2 separate regions of the Rattus norvegicus genome follow, and region 1 is linked to region 2. A link is a contact called in public Hi-C data. All regions are on one chromosome and are shown on one strand. The core of a region is the stretch at or near the end of the contact, and the rest is flanking DNA. Distances in the headings are between cores, read along the strand shown. Region 1 has its middle 160 kb from the start of Trnak-cuu5. Region 2 has its middle 12 kb from the start of Foxo1.

Region 1 (2,700 bases), core at 131-2,630, 610 kb before region 2:
CCTAGTGTTCTGTCCACTACGGGTGTCAGTGGGAAGTTCTGACAAGTCTGCAGACTGCCTTACTTCAGTGGCTGTTCTTTCTTCCCAAAACTGAAAACACCATGGTGTGGAGATGACAACCTGCCTAGATTCTGTTTCCCTTACATCGTGATTTTAGAAATACCACAGGACTCTATAGGAATAAGGCTTTCAGATGTAGGACCCATTACCATGCCAGGGGGTAGGATTTTGTTTTCTTTCTTTTCTTCTGATATTTATGATAACCCAAGGTCCTATTTAGACTCTACCCGAGTCTTCTGGTTTGTAGTTAGAGCACATCTACTGCCACTTAAAATCAATAGTGGACCAGACATAAAGTATCGTAGGACGCTTTCTTTGTTCCTTACATTTTTTTTTTCTTGGTGGTAAATTTACTAATAAGCTTATTTCCTTTCTGGAAATTGGAAATCCTGTGGTACTAACCCACTAAATTAAATGCTTGGGAATTTTGTCTGTGAAATTATAATTCAGGCTACAAAGCCAGTGGGCAAATCTGACCCTTTGATAGAACCCCAGCTTGTGTGGTGAGACAAGAGGCACACAAGACACATACAGGGTTCTTGGTCACCTATAACCCAACCCACTAATGATTGGAGTGTAAGCATATTAAACACATGTGGAATAAGTTTCCCTCTAAATACAAATGGCTTGTTAAAACTCAAGAGCAAAGGCGAATGTTTTTGGTTTTGAAAAACCCAAACATCGGGAGAAAAACATTTGTAACATTTGTCTGGCTCCAAATACCACTGGGTCAGCTTATCCCTTTCTCTTTAGTTTGCAGGTTGTTCCAGGAAAGCAGAACACATCTCAACCATTCTAGTCTATCATAACAAAATGCTCTCAAATAAGTGGGTGTTTTCAAAAATACCTTTGGGGAAAACATAATTTTTTTCTGCAATGACCCTTTTAAACACACACACACACACACACACACACACACACACACACACACACACACACGCAATTATTTGCTTTATCCAAGGCAACCCTGGTGCCTTTCCTCTGAGTATGAGTGTTTGCGTTTACTTCTGTCTTTGTTTATTCCTGTTGCTGGAGACATTTGTAACTCTGGAGGTGGTGTGGGGATTGGAGTGGAAAGTAGAGGGCTCTTTTCTACTTAGCAGTAACTAGTTGTTTTATAATATGCAGATTTTACAATGTCTAGAAAGTACTTGTGTGAAATACGTGATTATTTGAAGTCTTTTTTAAGTCTAAGGTGTCCCTAAGCTCACGCCATTTCCCTGCAGCACCTTCCGAGTTCGTGGTCATAGAGGGCAAGTGCAAAGCTCACACCTATCCTACTGTTGTAATGTGTTGAGTGACAGGAGCCAATTCTGCAGCTGGAGAGGACAGTGAGCATTCAGGGAAACATCTACTAACCAGAAACGTGAAGAGTCAGACAGTACTCAGCACCATGTCCTTGTATGTTTGCATCTGGGGGAGGCTTGCCCATGTCTACCCAAATAGCCAAACAGGGCCTCTGAGGGGAATGTCACCCCGATCGAGTACACTGGCTCACTGATACGCTCTACCTTCAGCCTACCATGGCCATGGTGCCTCTTGAGAGGACTGGGAGAAGCATGTACAAATGTCTACTCACTTGTACGAACATTTGTTTTCATATTACCAATAGGAGTTTTCAATGTGAGATTTTGGATACAAACTGATACTTAAAAAATATTTTTATTGCAGTGGAGATCACATCCTACAAAATGAAGGTTTGCATAGTTGTCTCCTTTGAATTGTCAACATTGGCACAGACAAGTCAAATAGTCAACCAAGTATGTATTTGCCAATTGTGAGGGCATTGTCTATCAGAAATTATATTTTATCAGAAGCATTCACTCGTGACGTGGAAATGAGCCCAGAGCCTGTAGACCATGTGTCATGTGTGTTGCTATATCACATGTCAAGTGTGTAATCATACCATGTGTCATGTGTATTGCTACATCACATGTCAAGTGTGTTATCGCACCATGTGTCATGTGTGTTGTTATATTCTCTGCATAAAACAACTGACAAGTAAAGCATGTAAATGACTTAGCAAAGGTTATACTAGTAAGTGACAGAGACTAAAATCGAACCCAAGTCTAGGTGTCACTTGTCCATTCTGTTCCCTCTTTCAATCTCCCACCTGTCCCTGATAAATGTGACAAATACAGGGGCTGGGGAAATGGCTCAGTCAGTAAGGATCCTGCAATCATTAGGACCTGGGTTCACATCCTCAGAACCCATGTAAAAAACCAGGCATAGTGGCTCTCACCCTTGTAATCCAGTGTTGTCAAAGTGGAGACAGGCGTCCTGGGGCTCCAAGACCAACCAACCAGCCTAGCCTAGGCAGTGAACCGCAGGGCTAGGTGGAGTCTTGTGGATCATGAGAACTGAGTGAAGCCTAAGCCAGGTTGACGCACACAACACGAGCATCTGCAGGGCTGAGGCAGGCAGACCAAGAGTTCTAGGCTAGCCTGGGCTACAAATCATGACCATGTTAGATCAGGGCTAAGATAAACCTTCACTAGATAAACCTGTGGTGAGCTACTTGGTCCCATTCCCCTTACAACTTACAGTTGCAAAGGTGCAGTTGGGGGAGGAGGAGGGGCTGACTGGAGGGCTGTGAGGCATGTGGCATGTGTGGTGGGTTTCATAGCTTTGCCACATCCC
Region 2 (2,844 bases), core at 101-2,600:
CAGAAGGAAGAAAAGGGCAGTCTGGGACCACCTTGAAGGGGTGAGTCACATACCTGTAGCTCAGGTTAACTGTTCTTTTTAGGTTGTGGTTTCTAATTGTGCCTGTGGTCCCTTGTACTAGCGTCTTTTTTTAAATTATTATCTTTTTCATTTCTTTGTTTTTTAAGATCTCTCCCTTGGACGTGAGCAGGTAAAGCAGTGGGGAATTCAGATGAGCCGTAGGGCAGCAGCCAGCACTCTCTTGGCTTTGCCTCTGCCCCTTAAGTGTCCTGGCCATTGTACACGGAGAGTTTGTGCTCCTGTAAATCCCTCTAACTTTTTTGTTTGTTTCTGTTTTTGTAGATGTCTAGAAGTGATTGAGTGACAAAAAGTTAAATTTAATGTCCTAGCATTTTCTGCAGCCAATGGATCAAAAGAGGTATAAAATTTTAAGGACCCCCCACCCCTGAACCCCACAAATGCTTTAGAACTGCTCCAGGACTCTTCTGAGCCCTAAGGAACCTCAGAAGTTGTACACAAATTAATGGGTTTTTGAGCCACACCCTGAATTCCAATTATAAAGTACAGTGTCTAAGACCTGAGAACCTGCGTGCATGCTGGTGTTTCGGGGTGTTTGGGAGGAAAAGCCGCTTCAAAAGACAGTAGCTTTCAGTATATGTACCGGTGGCTGAGGCCAAAAAAAAAAAAAAACAAAACAAAACAAAAAAAAAAAACCTTCTTTGCCCCTGCCCTACTAAGTTTCCTATCCGCCAAAGTAAACAGAGTCAGAATTGCTGGCAAACATCCCACGTAAGGAGATGGGTGTGAGTGACAGAGGGCAGTTACCAGTTATGGCTTGGGACTTATCAGGAGGGGAAAAAAAGGGAGGGATGGTGGTAGTGGTCTGGATCTTCCAGTTATACAGATCTGAAGTAGAAAAAGGAACAGAGATCAGGAAAGGGCGATGCCCTTTCTCTAAATCACTGCCCACCTCCCCCACCCAGAGGGTGTGGTGTTTCCTCTGACTACTGCGCTGGCAGGACAGGGGCAGCCCAAGGCGAGTGGAGATCCTAGGGACCTTGCCCTAAGAAAGCTTGGGCTGGGTGTGGACTCCCCACTGCGTGGAGCTGACTTGAGAGGGGGAAAACAAGAAAAAAAAGTTAGCAATGGCGTGCAGAGGGTGCCACCTACTGGCAGAACCCAGAAAACCAGCAGAAATTCAATCATCTTCCATTTGCGAGAACCAGACAAAACAGAAATATCAACGAGTCAATCAATCAATCAATCGAATAAACAACACTCTGGGCCAGACTTGTCCGTCACGTCACTCATTTAATCATTTACATACTTGGCCAGCCATTTATTTATTCAAGCAAACCTGTAACTCTCATGAGAGCTCGAACCAGAATGCAGAGTCTCCCACTATTGGTATCCCAACTTCCTGTAAAGGACTGGGAAAAGTTGCCTTCCCAAACCAAGAAGACAGCTTTTAACACCCCTAATGTCCAGAGGAAAACTCCCCAAGAATGGGTGTATTCCTTTTAATTATGGAGCTCTCCCTGGGCCTGTCCCATTTATTTAGCCAGAACTAAAAAACAGAACCAGAATTCACATTGACTGAGGCAATTTAAAAAATTTGAATCCTTTATCAGACCAAGAGCAGGCTCAATCCCCTGGTTGCCCAAGCGCCTCATACTGCATTTTAAAAGACAAAACCAAAGTTATACCAATGCTGCTGGGGGAATACATTAGTGACAGATTTAGAACGGCCTAGTAACAAGACCCAGCAGTATCTTCTAGACACTACATAGTATGTTTGGACCATGGTCAGGGTCACAGGCAGTTCCAGAAGTGACCTCAAGGTGGAAGCTATTGGGGGTGGAAGGCTTAAGAAGTGGCCAGTTAGGCACAAAATAACATTGGGACAGGAGGCTGTTTATATATATTTCCCCTAAAAGATGTTGCCTCTAAGAAACAAAGGTTTCAGGCTTGTTTATTTCATGAATAAAATACAAATCAAAACTTTAAAAATCAGATTTCTAAGGAAAAAAAAAAGATTAGGGAAGGGAGACACACAGACAGTTACAACAACAGACACACTACATTACCTAAAGGGAACTGGAATACATTGGCTTCCGGGGCCTGCATTCACTCTTGTGTGGTTTTTCTTTAATTCTCTTTTAAACTGGTTAAATATTCCTCAAGGAAGAAGGCCACAGCTTAATCTTCCTGTTCACTTTTAAAATTAAAAGGGATTCTCTCTTTGTTAATAAGGTATCTCATCTGTATTATCCTATTTTACAGTTATTCTTACACTGGCTACTCTCAGTAGCTGTCCTATGACACCAAATGGCAACTCGTGCTGAGATGTGTACACACAGCAATATTCTGTTAAAAGAGCCCAAAAAATGCCACCTAATTTTTAAAACCTAATTAAAATACACAACAAACTTAGTTAGTCACTAAATAAAAAGTGACGAGAACTTCGGAAACATGACCAGGAGGACCTGAAGTGGGGAAAAAAATACTGTCCCATCATATAATCAAGGTAGGAATTTGTATTGCAAATGTTAGTTTAAATACTTCTTAAAAGATTTAAGTTGCGTTGGGGTTTGGTTGACAGCAACCTTCTTAGTGTTTGGGAATACATTCTTAAACTGAGAATCATGAAAAGTTAGGTCGAAAAGGCCACAGGAGGTGGAGAGATGGCTCGGTCAGTGCTCCTGTTCGGGCATCAGATCTGCATTTCCAGCTCCCAGCTGGGGTGTGGCAGCACAGGTCTGGACCACAGTGGTTGGCAAAGACAACTACATCCCAGGGCTCTCTGGCACTGGCTGCCACTCTAGCCGCTCAGCGAGAGTTCCT

The links. Hi-C and Micro-C count contacts between places; a contact is called where the count stands out from the background.
Region 1: a contact with region 2 is called in a Hi-C map of liver, with 7 times the contacts expected there. The contact joins two enhancer-like sites. A contact is called at or near these places in 12 of 12 Hi-C or Micro-C datasets (the A7r5 cell line, the Rat2 cell line, Schwann cells and 7 more) and 1 of 1 datasets of contacts at active chromatin or transcription factors (oligodendrocytes).

Annotation. Positions count from the first base shown.
Region 1 is chr2:139,064,126-139,066,825 of GRCr8, reverse strand. No RefSeq gene overlaps it. Among named protein-coding and RNA genes, the nearest start is that of Trnak-cuu5, 160 kb to the right of the region's middle. Within about 2 kb of position 1,380, at least 3 of the 93 cell types and tissues checked have an H3K27ac peak or open chromatin away from gene starts, as enhancers often do. A contact at or near this core is called in liver, where this site is marked.
Region 2 is chr2:138,449,152-138,451,995 of GRCr8, reverse strand. No RefSeq gene overlaps it. Among named protein-coding and RNA genes, the nearest start is that of Foxo1, 12 kb to the left of the region's middle. Within about 2 kb of position 1,350, at least 11 of the 93 cell types and tissues checked have an H3K27ac peak or open chromatin away from gene starts, as enhancers often do. A contact at or near this core is called in liver, where this site is marked.